Regions from separate parts of the Mus musculus genome. Here regions 1, 2, 3 and 5 are each linked to region 4. The links are chromatin contacts, called in public promoter capture Hi-C maps. All regions are on one chromosome and are shown on one strand. The core of a region is the stretch at or near the end of the contact, and the rest is flanking DNA. Distances in the headings are between cores, read along the strand shown.

Region 1 (2,700 bases), core at 84-2,583, 830 kb before region 4:
CTGAGCCTCCTCACAGGTGACCTCAGGTGCACAACGGACCTCAGGATGGTTTGTTGCTTTTGGTTCAGGGGATTATAGACCCAGGTGTGTTTCTTGGATGCTCCCTAGCACTGCACCACAGACCTCTTCCTTCCAGTTTTAACTCGTACCTTAATGTTGCTCCTCCTAGCTTTCTTCTTCCCCTTCCATCTGCTTGAACCTTTACAGTCCTTCACTCCCTCCCAATAGAGATACAAATTGTATTATGTCTGTCTCCCCAGGGACTGTCAGCTCACTGGTAGCTAGGACTCCTGTCTCCTACATAAGTACAGCTGTGCAGGGCCAGAAGATGCTTGGCAAATACTGCAGGAACAAATCTGAGAAAAACTATTTTACTTTTTAACTGTCACCTGTCACAGTGCAGTGCTCTCCCTTTTGGCTGTGAGTATACCAGAAAGTCTCTTCAAGCTGAACACCGACTGTGAGTCAGTCTAGACTGAAATGCTGGTAAACAAAGAATGCAGGCCGGTCTTTCCTGACACCAGAGAGATCAGTCCATTAATTACCACACACATACGCCTCAGATGCTTGTGGTGGAGAAGGGCACCCCCATAAACTAGTCAGCAGTCCAAATGAGCAAAAGGAAGAGGCAGGCGAGGGAATAAGGATCCTCTGGGCCGATGCCCCCATTTCTCCTCTCCCCTTCCTCTATCTCGATCCAGCAGCAACACAACAGGATATCAGCAAGAAATGTACTTTGCGGACAAGCGACAAGGCTTCTCTCAGAACCCTCGCTTCTCCCACAAGGCGATCTGCAAGAACTGAGAAGCACAAACATGTCGAATCCGCTTGAGAATTCGAAATGGGAAATGCTGGAGGGGGATAAGGGACACGGGATGGTAGCGCCTGCACGACTGGAATGGCGGACCAACGTCGCAGCGACTGTCCTGGGACCTCGCCGTGTGTGTGTGTGTGTGTGTGTGTGTGTGTGTGTGTGTGTGTGTGCCCTCACTGACTCGGCCGCTGGTGTCCTGGGCGCGAGGCGGTGCGACCCTCCCCTGCAGGACGGCTTGCCCCGACCTGTCCCCGGGACTCGGGTCTCCGGGCGGCCGGCCTGCGTCCTCCGCTATTGGCGCCAGGCCGTCACCGCCGCACTCACCTGCGCCTGCACGTCCATGGTGGTCCGCACAGGAAGGGATGCAAAGGCAGCAGGCAGGGTGACGAGACCCGCGTCCTCTCAAGGGCTCGCGCCGCAAAACGTCGGAGCCAGGCCAATTCGCCAGGCCAATCGGCCAAGCCAATCCGCCACACCAGTCACTTTTGAATTTCAACCTCCGCGCAGTCAACGCACTTCAATCCGCAGAGGCCAATCCGCGCCGGCGCTGCGGTCGCGAGCCAATCACGGCGCCCTCCGCCTCCGGGGCCACGCCCCCTGAGTCGCGACTCTTCTAGTCCGCCGGAGCAAGAGAACTAGACCCCTTGGATCCTACTTCCGGATCCGCTCTTCCTTATTTCTCCCTCTCCCCCTCCGGAGCGCGGAGCTAGGCCTCTGGTTGCGTCAGAAGTGCGCGTGTGTGGAGGAGTGGCGTGGGGGAGGCAATACGCATGTGCAAAGGTGCCTGAGCGGTGTCGGGGCGGAGCGAGCGCCACCTAGCGGCTGCTGCTGAACCTGCACACCTCCTCGACAAACCTGTAGACTGGAGACTGTTAAACCGAGGTTGCTCTTGGTCCGCTTTCTCAGGTCCGAAAAGTGGGAGCTGGTTGATGGCGCTGACCTGTCCTCAAAAAAGAAAAAAAGTAAAAGAAAAATTGGAGCCCATATCTGGAGATGTAATAAAGTCATAAGTCTAGAGCAGGTCCGGGAGGATAGCAAACTGGTTATCCCTGAAACTCATATAATGTGGAAGGTGAGAACTAATTCGCCACAAAGTTTTCTGTGCCCCTCCTGCCTCCAATAATATATATTATACATAAACAATATGTATTATATACATAAACATATCTTTACACATATACATAATATATACTCAATAATACCTATTATATATAAGCATATATAATATATATAAATAACATAAATTATATATTTATTTTGTTTTTTCGAGATTGGGTTTCTCTGTGTAGCCCTGATTGTCTTGGAATTCTATTTGTAGAACAGGCTGGCCTTGAACTTAGAGATGCCAGGGCTACCCTGTGCCACCATGCCCAGGTCAATAAACAATCTTTTAGATTAAAAAATCAAAACAAAACTATAAGCCAGGCTTGGTGGCACACACCTTTAATCCCAGTTCCCAGTACTCAGAATGCAGAGGCAGACAGATCTCTTGAGTTCAAGGCCAACCGGGTCTACAAAGTAAATTCCAGGGCAGCCAGGGCTTTGTAGAGAATCCCTGTCTTAAATAAAGAAATACACACATGCATACCTGCATACATACATACATACATACATACATACATACATACATACACACATACATACATAACTGGGTAAATAAACAGTATGTTTCTTGACACCAAGTTGTAAATCTACAGCCCTCTTACTTGAGATGTTTCCAAGTCTACAAATGTTAATGAGGGAACACTAAAAAATTTCTGGTTATAATTTTACAAACTGGTTATAATTTTAAACTAGACAGTATTTCCCTAGTGACTTTCTAGAAAAAAAGCAAAAGTTTTATTGTGTGATAGAATATGAGTTTGTCTTCTACTGAAACCTGTTTT
Region 2 (2,700 bases), core at 88-2,587, 810 kb after region 4:
GTCCTTCAGCTTGTTTGTTGAGCTGTCTCTGGGGGTCTTCAGTTTCTGATAGAATCCTGAAGAAATGGATTCTAATAGCAGGGAAGTAACGCCTCAGCTGCGGGGTAGATGAATATGCCAACAAGAGTGAGTGCAAGCAGGCAAAAAGCAAAAGCTTCCTTCTTCCATGTCTTTTTATGTGGGCTGCCATCAGATGTGGCTCATATTTAGGGTGGCTCTTCCCACCTCGAATGCTCCAGGTTTAGGATGGTCTTTATAGTGGTTTGCATGAGAATGTCTTCCATAAACACATATATTTGAATGTCTTATCCCCATGGTTTTAGAAGGGTTAGGTGGTGTGGCCTTGTTGGCGCCAAGACCAAGGCCAGGCCAAGATTCTCTCTCTCTCTCTCTCTCTCTCTCTCTGCCTGTTGCCTGTGCATGAGGTTATAAGCTTCCAGATACTGTACGGAAGCCCCTAATTGGTTCCTTTTATAAGTTGCCTTGGTCATGGTGGGTTTTTGGGTTTTTTTTGTTTTTTTGTTTTTTGCTTATTATGTACGAGTGCTCTGTGTGCATGCATGCCTGCATACTAGAAGGGGACATCAGATCCCAGGGTAAATGGTTGTGAGCCACCATGTATTTGCTGGAAATTGAACTTAGAGCCTCTGGAAGAGCAGCCAGTGACCTTAACTACTGAGACATCTCTCCAGCCCCAGGTTCTCACAGTAACAGAACAATATCTTAGTCGTCCCAAATCCAGTCAAGATAAATCTCTCTCAGGCGAGCCCAGCTGCTTGGCTTTTAGGTAATTCTAAATCACGTTGACAACCAACCAAGGCTGGCTATTACAGAGAGAAAGGAAGGGCTACCTTCCTTGCTCGGCCGAGGCTGACAGACCCTGGAGTCAGTGGTATAGCTTCAGTGTGAGGAGGAAGCAAAAGACATCCAGATCTGGGCTAGAAAAGGTGTTGCTGTTGAGTTGTAGTTCTTCAGATGCTCTGGATGGTAACCTTGATCACCAGAGTGTCTCTGACCCACCAGCTCCTGAATGACACGGACTTTTATTATTTATGAAAGCTTAGGCACTATGACTTAGACTATTTCCCAACTAGCTCATATAACCTAATCAACCCGTTTATTTTAGTCCGTGTGTGCCTCGAGGCCTGCTACCTCTCACTCAGCCCTGGTATGTACGATTTCCTCCATGCCTGGCTGGCTGGCGAATCTCCCGCCTCTCAATTCTTCCTCAGAGTTCCTATCTCGACCGGAAGTCCCGCCTTTCCTCTCCTGCCCACCTACTGACACCAGATCTTTATTAAACCAATCAGAAGGCAAGGGGAGTGACTGTTTACAAACTGCTAAAGCGGGTGATGATCCAATACAGATAACAGTACCAAAGTCCAGCCTGTGCCCAGCTCTCTGCCAGTACAGCAACTGGCACTTAAATAATAGACACCCTTTACACGGTGCACAAAAAGGAAATCCCAACATCTCCCCCTTTTAGTCCAATAAAAGGATTTTCTCTAACAGCAATAAGCTATATACAATAAGAACAATTATGAGAGCGGGGCAGTGGTGGCGCACGCCTTTAATCCCAGCACTCGGGAGGCAGAGGCAGGCGGATTTCTGAGTTCAAGGCCAGCCTGGTCTATAGAGTGAGTTCCAGGACAACCAGGGCTATACAGAGAAATCTTGTCTCAAAGAATAAAAAAAAAAAAACAAAAAAACAAAACAAACGGAGCTAGAGAAAGTACCAAAGAAGCTAAAGGGATCTGCAACCCTATAGGTGGAACAACATTATGAACTAACCAGTACCCCGGAGCTCTTGACTCTAGCTGCATATGCATCAAAAGATGGCCTAGTCGGCCATCACTGGAAAGAGAGGCCCATTGGACACGCAAACTTTATATGCCCCAGTACAGGGGAACGCCAGGGCCATAAAAGGGGAGTGGGTGGGTAGGGGAGAGGGGGTGGGTGGCTATGGGGGACTTTTGGTATAGCATTGCAAATGTAAATGAGCGAAATACCTAATAAAAAATGGAAAAAAAAATCCAGGAAATTCATATAAGAGAAAGATATGATACCTGTTCTTCTAAAAAAAAAAAAACAAAACAAAACAAAACAAACAAAAAAAAAACCAATTATGAGAACTATCAGGTAAGAATTACGTTCCCATTGTCTAGTCCATCTGTATTGGTAGCCTTGGAGAAAGTACGCCACTCCCTATCCAACCCTGGCAAGCCCCGAGTTCAGAACCTAAATTGCTTCTTTTTGTTGTTGTTGTTGTTGTTGTTGTTATTTTCAGAGACAGGGTTTCTCTGTGCGGTCCTGGCTGTCCTGGAACTCACTCTGTAGAACAGGCTGGCCTCGGACTCAGAAATCCACCTGCCTCTGCCTCCCAAGTGCTGGGATTACAGGCATGTGCCACCACTGCCCCACCTCCTAAATTGCTTTTTATCATTTCTTATATTACAAACCAAAAAAAAAAAAATCTTTTTACACCTGAAAATATTTTCTTAAATCCTAATCAACTTCAGGTTAATTGTGAGACTCTAAGTAACTAGTCTTCAGCCCCATCAGAGACCTGAGAAAGAAAACATTGCCCAAGTACAGGAAATGCAGAGCAAGCAGCTTCCAAAACTGTAGAAATGATGGAGACCGCTGGCTGCTTGGACAGGAACCCAAGCTTGCTCTGTGATGGTGGGGCTGGGGCACCCA
Region 3 (2,700 bases), core at 24-2,523, 690 kb before region 4:
CTGGCCTCAAATGCATGATGGTCCTGCTTATGCCTCCCAAGTGCTAGAGCCACTACCCTAGCAACTCTGTGTTATGTATGTATATGTATTTACATGTGCATTCTGAGGACTGAAACTAGAGCCTTGCACATGGCTAAACTTTAACTCTACTCTGAGCTAAATTTACCCCCAGCCTCTGGTAATCTCACTTGTATAAATCTTGTTTATTTTTCTAGAATTGGCCCATTTTTTTTGTTTGCACATCTCAGGAGTAAAGTTTGCGGCGTTTCTTTACCTGTTCTCTAGCTTACTCACAAAATCAACACTTCCTCACAGCACAGGATAAACTGCTAATGTGGCAGAGTGTACATCTGGCTTACCAGAGAGCACTACTCTCCATGCTCCTTTTTATAGGGGCTAGTAAAGCCAAGCTTACCCCAACAGCTAGGCACAGCCCATTTATGCAGCACTGGGGATGGCGAACCCAGTGCTGGGCAAAGTCCTCACCAGCGGAGTCACACCCCTACCCTTTCCTTATTTGCTGTCACAGCTTGTATTCTGAGCCGGTTGGGTTCTTTTTGCCAAACTCTGGAGCCATTTCTACATTCCCTGTTCTTGCTTGTGTTCCTGCACTACTGTCTCCTACTTAAGACCTGCTTCCAGATAAGCGCCTCATTTTCCAGTCTGTTTCCGGGTAGGGAAGCTCTAAAATGATTTTCCTAGGCTGGCTTTCCCCATCCAGGTCCTAATACTGGCACTGCCTGCCTTCTGACCCAGGATCTTGCACAATATTTGAATTCTTTGTTCAAAAAATTACAACCACGTCCCAGGTTAACTTAGTTAGCTTCGGGCAGGGACTGTCGGGCCAGGTGGCTTTGGGTGCCTCAGGGTCCCTAACTTAGGGAAGTGGGCGTGGGAGGCGAGCAGGGCGAGGGGTGGGGCGGGGCTACAGCCGAGAATGCGGGTGGGCGGGCTAGCCCAGCACGGCTGCAGTCCAAGGAAAGGGAGCGGCGTGTTAGGGTAACTCAGGGGTGGGCAAACCAACAGTTCACAAAAGAAAAGCCTGAAGGTCAGTGATCTCGGGGAACCGACCGAATGGTGCCTTAGGAGCCATCCTGGAACCGGACCAGGCGCGAATATTCTGGAAGATGTCAAGGCGGCCATCGAGAGCCGGACAGGAGCCTAAGAATTTGTACCTGGATAAGCGCCTTCACCTCTAGGTCGAATTTGACAATCTCTTGGTTACAGATCCGGACGTGGACATCCTGGGGAGCCGCCATGTTGGAAATGCGGCTACGGCGAGCGGCAGCAGCCAAGCTTGAACGCGTTCACGTGGCTCCTGCCCGCCTTTCCGTACTTCTTCAAATGTGATGCTGCGGGAGACCCCGTGTGGATCAAACCAGGTCAAGAGTCCAGACCTGAAACTTTTCTTGTCACGTAGAACACGCACAGCTTCTCTGGTCTGCTCCTACTAAACGGAAAAGTGGAATGTGATTATGAAGAACCATTAGAGTTGGGGTGGGGGGGAGGGGAAAATACAACTCAGGTGATGATAGGCTGGCATGCCACATGGCCTTCAGGTTTGTTCCCAGTACTAGAGATACAACAACAACCCGCTATTCTAGTGACCTTTTGGATGGAAAAAAAAAAAGGATCAATTCGGATGTCACCAAAGTTACATTTTTTTTCTTTAAAATTTAAAGCAAAATGTATACAGTAGGTATGCATTATGGAGGAAGACACAAAACTTGTAAAGGTGCAGACTTAAATACAGGTCACTGGGGCACCTCCATTAGTACAACCATGATCCTGCATTGTTGTCCTTACACATTTCTATGGCTCTGGTCCTGCCCTTTGTGTAGAATTGGATTCCAAGTATCTCATAGGAGTAGTTCTGACTGTGTGGTGTGATAGAAACAATGTCAGTGCAAACCTCAAAGAAGGGTAGTGTTTTTTAAAATTATTATTTCTTAAGCCCTCAACACCACTGGACACTTTTCCCCCACCCTCCGGGATTCTCCAGGCTCTGTCGTCTTGGATATGGGTTCCCTCTTTTTAAAATGTTTTTCTCAAACTGCACACACAGCCCCCAGTCTCCACGCCTACCTGTCCCAAAGCACCCTGTACCACCCACTTCCTAAAAGGTGCTCAGTAGCTGGCTGCAAGTATCAAAGGCCTGGATTCCAGGCTTGTAATCAGTTTCCTCAGTAGCATCACTCCTAAGTTAGGTCACCTAGAGGATGGAATGAGGTGTTGATAATGTAGCATTGAACTCAGTGCTCACTAGTTGCTATACATGTACTGTTAAGAAACACTCTGGGAGTTACTTCCCTACGTGCGGCCATTTTCTATGAAATGCTTCTGCCCAGCAGCTGCACTTGATTTGTTAGGCTATAGAAGTGGAAGGAAGAGGGGGTGGAGGACGATGACAGAACACACGGGACAGGTGAAAGGCCCTAAGTATTTTCTTTGCTTTTCTGAGGCAGGGTCTCACAGAGCCCAAGCTGGTTCCCAGCTACCTATGTAGCCAAGGATGACCTAGAACTGCTGGAATTACAGGCACTGATTAACACCGCAGCTACTAGACATGCATTTTAGCTCCACACAAGCTTTCCTATATCCTTTTTATCTGGGTGTGGTAGCATATGACTTTATCCCAGCACTCAAGGGGTAGAGGCAGGGAGATCCCCATGAGTTCCAAGCCAGCCAGGACTGTGGTGT
Region 4 (2,700 bases), core at 128-2,627:
TGGGTGACCTCAGGACAGCCGAGTCACTGAAAGGTCCCCCTGCCCCCAGCATGGGCAGTGACAGCAAGCCTGATGGGATCCTGCTTTCAGTTTACCTACCTCCTACAGGGGAGTAGAAAGTCCTAGGTGAGGAGTTAAGGCCAGTGTATAATGCCGATCCTGGATTACTACTCCCCTAGTCCCAGCTACCACCGTATTCTACTTATTTCATTGGCACGACTACAGGGCCAAGCTATAGGTCACCAGAGCAATGATGCACCATGATGTCCCATAGTCATGACAAATGTGGAGGAAATTGCTTTACTCAAGCACTTTAATGAGTGTTTTTATGCATGGTATAAAACATTAGGCCTGAAGCTTAGAGCTTTGAGTAAAGAAAGGAAGGATCCCTCGACTTTGGGTAAATGCAAGAACCAAGCAAGAATCCAGGGCCCATGAAATTGAGAATCCAATTGGGGTTCTTTTGCGGGCGCTGGTATAGCTCCTGCCCATCTGATTTGTCTGAGGATGGCAGTAAAGAATAGACCGGACCTGAGGCTTCTTCAAGGCCCAGTGAGCGAGCCTTCAGTAGGAGTACACACCAGTCTTTGTGGGTATTGTGTATCAGGTCTCCTGAAGTTGGAACAGCAGAGCCTAACACTCCAAGGGCTACTCTCATCTCTCCCTCAATGCAACCCAGGCACAAAAGAGTATCCTCCACTCCCGACCTGATGCTGTCCATGATGACCACCACGGCCTGATGTCCATTTATGTTCACATTGACACATGTAAGTCACATCTCACCCCGGATCCCAGAGTCACTGATTCAGTTGCAGGTACATCATGACAGCTTCTGTGGCTAATTTGATAAGTCATTTCACTCTTTGACATCTAGACAATGGAACCCAGTTCTTGGTTCTCTGAGTTTCAGTGCAGTGATTCTTGCCAGCCAGCAAGAGGTTCACTCTGGACTTTCCACCCGGGTTAGCCACGAGAGGGAGCTATTGGGTTTGCAAGCTCCAGATTCTCTGCACTGGGAGGTAGTGTCCAAGAGCGGTGTTCATCTGGAGTTCCGACTTCCACAGCTGATAGCACGCAGCCCGGCCAGCTTGGGTATATGGACTAAGTGGCTGCACAGACACCAACTGGGAAAGGAACCGGGCATTTAACTGGCTGGAGCGTCTCTGGGCCTCTGTATCAGTGCCTCCTCCCATTCTCAGTCCCAGCAGGCTGCGCGCCACCGAGGGCGGGGTGTCCGCCTGGTCGAGTGGGAAGGGCTGGAGGCTGGGAGTTGCGGGAGGGTCTGTGATAGGAAGGCTTGAAGGGCCCAGGCACCTTTTTGGGGTGGGGCGCCCCTGTCCCACCCCCGTCTGATGGGCGGCTTGATGTGGGGGCAGAACTTTGGTCCTGGATCTTTCTGGGCGGAGCGAGCAACCTGCAGAACGCTGCGTTTTGCGTTGGAAAGGTAGATCTGGTTCCTGGTTCCACTGTCCTTGCCATCCCGGACACGCAGCAATCATGGCCCAGCCGCCGCCCGACGTTGAGGGGGATGACTGTCTTCCTGAATACCACCATCTCTTCTGCCCGGATCTTCTCCAGTGAGCTAAAGCAGGGAACCAGGGGGCGATCCAGACTTGGGGCACAGGGTTTAACGAATCTGCCACTGGATGTGACATCACAGAGGACAGATGCTCAGTACTCCGTTCCTGGGCAATCGTAGACCTGAAGTTTCTTGGGGTTCTGGAAGAATGGGATGAGGGACTGAGGGTGGAAGCTGCTCACTTTGTTTTGTTTTGTTTTAGAGACAGGGTTTCTCTGTATAGCCTTGGCTGTCCTGGAAGTCACTTTGTAGACCAGGCTAGCCTCGAACTCAGAAATCCGCCTGCCTCTGCCTCCCGAGTGCTGGAATTAAAGGCGTGCGACACCACGCCCGGCGCTTGCTCACTTTTGAAAACAAGTCTCTCTTGGTAACTTACTACGCAGAAAATTTTAGGCTAAATAAACTCCTTCACCTCCGAACTTCTAGGGAGCCTAAAAATAACCGACTTTAAAGATTGCAGTTTTATGGCTGGGGATTTATGTCTTGCAAATTCATTGAGTACCTGTTTAGCAGGAGCATGTTTTCCTTCATAGCGAAACTGGGTAGAAGTTCATGGAGTGAAAGTTCTCCACGGGCCGCTTATCTATTTGAGCTTGAGTTAACAGAGATCTATCTATCTAAAGCTCTTCGAGATGAGGTTTCTCTGTGAAGCCCTGGCTGTCCTAGAACTCTCTCTGTAGACCAGGCTGGCTTTTAATTCTTGGTCCCCCTGTCTCCACTTCTCACAGGCTGGAATTACAGGCATGCATCCCCCATCAAGCTAAAACATGGTTTTCAAAGAAGAGTTTAGGGACTAGAGAGATGGCTGAATAAGTTCAGAGCACTTACTGTTCTTGCAGGAGACCCAGCATTGGTTCCCAGCATCCACACGAGGACTCAACTCTCTGTAGGCACACAGGCAAAACACTCATACTGGTAAAACAAATAAATATTTAAAAATGACTACATTTTCTTGTTTTTGAAGGGACAAAGTGGCCTTTATCACAGGTGGTGGTTCTGGGATTGGCTTCCGGATCGCAGAGATTTTCATGAGGTACACACTACCGGAACCCTTCCTGCCACCTTACGTCCCTTTGTCTGGATCTTGGTGGATTTGGGGGAGTGGTTGAATGCTGTCTTGG
Region 5 (2,700 bases), core at 80-2,579, 850 kb before region 4:
GTTTGGGAGACCCAAAACAGAGACCTAGACCCAAAGAAAAAGATGAAGCCAATATTAGAAAGTGCCCCAGGCCAGAATTAAATTTTAGAATCTAGCTAGAGGTAAGAAACCCCACATTCGTATCTCAAAGAAACTGCAAACTTGGGGATGAAGGAGGAGACATTCGGCTGACCCAAAGATGAAGATGACCACATAGAGATCTAAAATACATTACATCTGAAAGATGTGAGTTAGTGACCGATTGCGAGGTTCAATTTCCTGAAACAACTCCCCAGGTAACCCAGACCCTAGGAAGGGCCCAAATATTGGACCCCCACCCCCACAGGACCCAAATATTGGACCCCCAACCCCTCACCTACACACACAAGGATCTCTGAGAACCCCCCCCCCAACTCAAGAAAATGCAGAAGCCTAACAGGAGCCACCCATGCCAAGGACCCCAGACCTTGGAGGGAGGGCTAATATTTGGGCGGCAGGGCCCTTTTTCCTGCTGTCTCCACCCTCTTCTCTGTCCTCTCACTGGTCCCCTCTCCATTTTTGGGTCACTGGATGTGTTTAGGCTCCAGGGAGGTTATGTAGGGCAGGTCCTGGTTCCTTGGGGGAATGGATGAAGGTAAGGAGACCCAAGACCGAGAGGTGGGCCAGTCCTGGGGAGAAGAGTCAGCAAGGGGGAAAGAACAGGGTCACACTCTGAACTCTAACTTGCAACTCTCATTTCTCCTCTCCACTCATTTGTCAGCCTCTGTCCGAAGCTTTGGGCTCTGGGTATCTTCCATCACCCACTAGCCCATTTACAGGTGTCACCCAGTGCTTTGAAAAGGTGTCTTTCCTCTCCCAGCCACGGCAGTGCCAGGTCTGAGCCTGCCTGATCACTGCCCCCTACCCAGGGACAGCTGGCTTCTCAGCTCGGTGCTAACGCAAGGGCGGTGGCGGGGGGTGGGGGGAACTGTCCCCACCCAAGGCTGCCTGTCAGCGCGGGGAGGGAGGGGGGCTGTTACTAGGCACACTCCGGAGCTCAGGACAACTCCCCGGCCCCAGCCTGACGCAGCGACAGCGCGGGTCGCCAGGTCTCACGTCACGTGGACCGCGAGGCCGGCCAGCAATTGGCCTCCGCTCGCTGCTCCTGAGGCGGCGCCGCCTGAAAGGACAGGCCTCATCACGTGACGGCGGGTCGCCGCAGCGGCGTTCCCCTGCCAGCAACCGGTTGAGGATTCACGGAAATGGGCGGGCCGCTGGGGCGCACGACCTCAGATAAAGCTGCCGATTGGTCGGAGGGCTCGACGCCACGCCCACTTAAGAGGGCGGGGCTACCGGGCCACTTGAGGGCCGGGATTGGCCAGGTCTGGAGACTCCGGGAAGGCAGGGCTGCTCCTGTCACGTGGTGCACACTGTTTTCGCGTCACGTGGCTACTGCAGGTAAGAGGCGGCCGCTCCGCCGGGGCTCGGGGTCCTTCGTCCGTGCAATGAGCGGCCATTGATTTCTTCTTTTCTCTACCAGCGCGGGCTGCATGAACTGGGGGCGGGCGCCCGGCGTCTTGCTCGGCGGAGGGGTGAGTCTGGCCCCGCCTTTTCCGGTCTCGAAGTCTCACCCAGCTTCTGCAGCGGAACAGAGGAGCTGTCCCAAGTTTCTTTTAAGTTTCAGGGACATTTTTTTTTTTCTTCCTGGTGCAGAAAAGGCAGCGCAGAGGCTTGGTGTCTGCCCCAGAAGGCAGCCCAGGTGCAATTTCCTGGGGCAGTTGTGGGGACACTGAATCCGCCCTCCCCCCTGCTCCAGGCCACTCTGCTCCTGTCGTTTCTTTGGATGCCAGCGCTACTGCCGGTGGCTTCCCGCCTTCTGTTGCTACCCCGAGCTCTGCTGTCAATGGCTTCTGGAAGCCCTCCGTCCCAGCCCCCTCCGGCCTCGGGCTCCGGCTACGTTCCAGGATCAGTCTCTGCAGCCTTTGTCACTTGTCCCAACGAAAAAGTCGCCAAGGAGATCGCCAGGTGGGGACCTCGGCCAGATGACCTAGAGAGAGCGTTGGGGTTAGGGGAAGGGTGCTGTTTCCGGGTCGTGCACACTCTGATCTCGCTTCACCCTCAGGGCAGTGGTAGAGAAGCGTCTGGCAGCCTGCGTCAACCTCATCCCGCAGATCACATCCATGTGAGTTGTCAGTTAGAAACGGAAATCTACCCGGAGGGGCTGAGAGCTTTTTCTGGGAGAAATCTTCCTTTCCCAAGACTTTGTTCCCTTCTTTCTCTGACCTCTTCAGCTATGAATGGAAAGGAAAGATCGAGGAAGATAGTGAGGTGCTGATGGTGAGAAAATTCCCCCCCTGCCTGGCTCCTTTGACAACTCTGGCCCTCTCCTGACACCAGTTCTCTACCCCGTTGGTTGAACTATGTCTGTCTTTGCCCTTTAGATGATTAAAACCCAAAGCTCCCTGGTCCCTGCTCTGACAGAGTTTGTTCGGTAAGAACTTTGAGATTTTCTTTTGGTGGTGGTGGTGGGGCTGGGGGATGAACCAGGCAGGGCCTTGAGTATTTCAGGCAAACACTCTGCCACTGAGTGAGAAGAAACCCCGCTCCCCGCCTCCCCTCCCCCAAGCGCTGAGGTGGACACTGTGTGGTGGAACTTACTGGGGAGTCCAGGGCTGGTGTCTTAGGGGGTGTATCTTTGGGTGTCCAAATAACCTCGCCCTATCACTTCGCAGATCTGTGCAC

What was found. Promoter capture Hi-C pulls out the DNA fragments that hold promoters and counts their contacts. Capture Hi-C pulls out chosen DNA fragments and counts their contacts.
Region 1: a promoter capture Hi-C map of hippocampal neurons shows a contact between it and region 4, with 4 times the contacts expected there. The contact joins the promoter of Kifc5b here to the promoter of Decr2 in region 4. A contact is called at or near these places in 2 of 39 promoter capture datasets (hippocampal neurons and liver).
Region 2: a promoter capture Hi-C map of liver shows a contact between it and region 4, with 2.5 times the contacts expected there. The contact joins the enhancer-like site here to the promoter of Decr2 in region 4. A contact is called at or near these places in 3 of 39 promoter capture datasets (the SN4741 cell line and liver) and 1 of 115 datasets of contacts at active chromatin or transcription factors (pancreatic cancer cells).
Region 3: a contact with region 4 is called in a promoter capture Hi-C map of adipose tissue, with 2.6 times the contacts expected there. The contact joins the promoter of Bnip1 here to the promoter of Decr2 in region 4. A contact is called at or near these places in 2 of 39 promoter capture datasets (hematopoietic stem and progenitor cells and liver), 1 of 15 datasets of contacts at CTCF or cohesin (the NIH/3T3 cell line) and 3 of 9 other capture datasets (adipose tissue, liver and macrophages).
Region 5: a contact with region 4 is called in a promoter capture Hi-C map of liver, with 3 times the contacts expected there. The contact joins the promoter of Cuta here to the promoter of Decr2 in region 4. A contact is called at or near these places in 1 of 39 promoter capture datasets (liver), 1 of 115 datasets of contacts at active chromatin or transcription factors (memory CD8 T cells) and 1 of 9 other capture datasets (adipose tissue).

What each region holds. Positions count from the first base shown.
Region 1 is chr17:26,915,724-26,918,423 of GRCm38.p6, reverse strand. Kifc5b (kinesin family member C5B) reads right to left here and starts at 1,333. Exons shown (of 11, transcript NM_053173.2): 1 at 1,139-1,333. The coding sequence starts at 1,156.
Region 2 is chr17:25,280,883-25,283,582 of GRCm38.p6, reverse strand. No RefSeq gene overlaps it. Among named protein-coding and RNA genes, the nearest start is that of Gm17801, 8.1 kb to the right of the region's middle. Within about 2 kb of position 1,337, at least 63 of the 459 cell types and tissues checked have an H3K27ac peak or open chromatin away from gene starts, as enhancers often do. A contact at or near this core is called in liver, where this site is marked.
Region 3 is chr17:26,779,652-26,782,351 of GRCm38.p6, reverse strand. It overlaps Bnip1 (BCL2/adenovirus E1B interacting protein 1), which reads right to left and starts at 1,273. Exons shown (of 6, transcript NM_172149.5): 1 at 1,176-1,273. The coding sequence starts at 1,259.
Region 4 is chr17:26,088,841-26,091,540 of GRCm38.p6, reverse strand. Decr2 (2-4-dienoyl-Coenzyme A reductase 2, peroxisomal) reads left to right here and starts at 1,377. Exons shown (of 9, transcript NM_011933.2): 1 at 1,377-1,577; 2 at 2,544-2,612. The coding sequence starts at 1,498.
Region 5 is chr17:26,938,167-26,940,866 of GRCm38.p6, reverse strand. It overlaps Cuta (cutA divalent cation tolerance homolog), which reads left to right and starts at 1,329. Exons shown (of 7, transcript NM_026307.3): 1 at 1,329-1,416; 2 at 1,499-1,550; 3 at 1,775-1,983; 4 at 2,081-2,140; 5 at 2,250-2,295; 6 at 2,400-2,449; 7 at 2,691-2,700. The coding sequence starts at 1,509.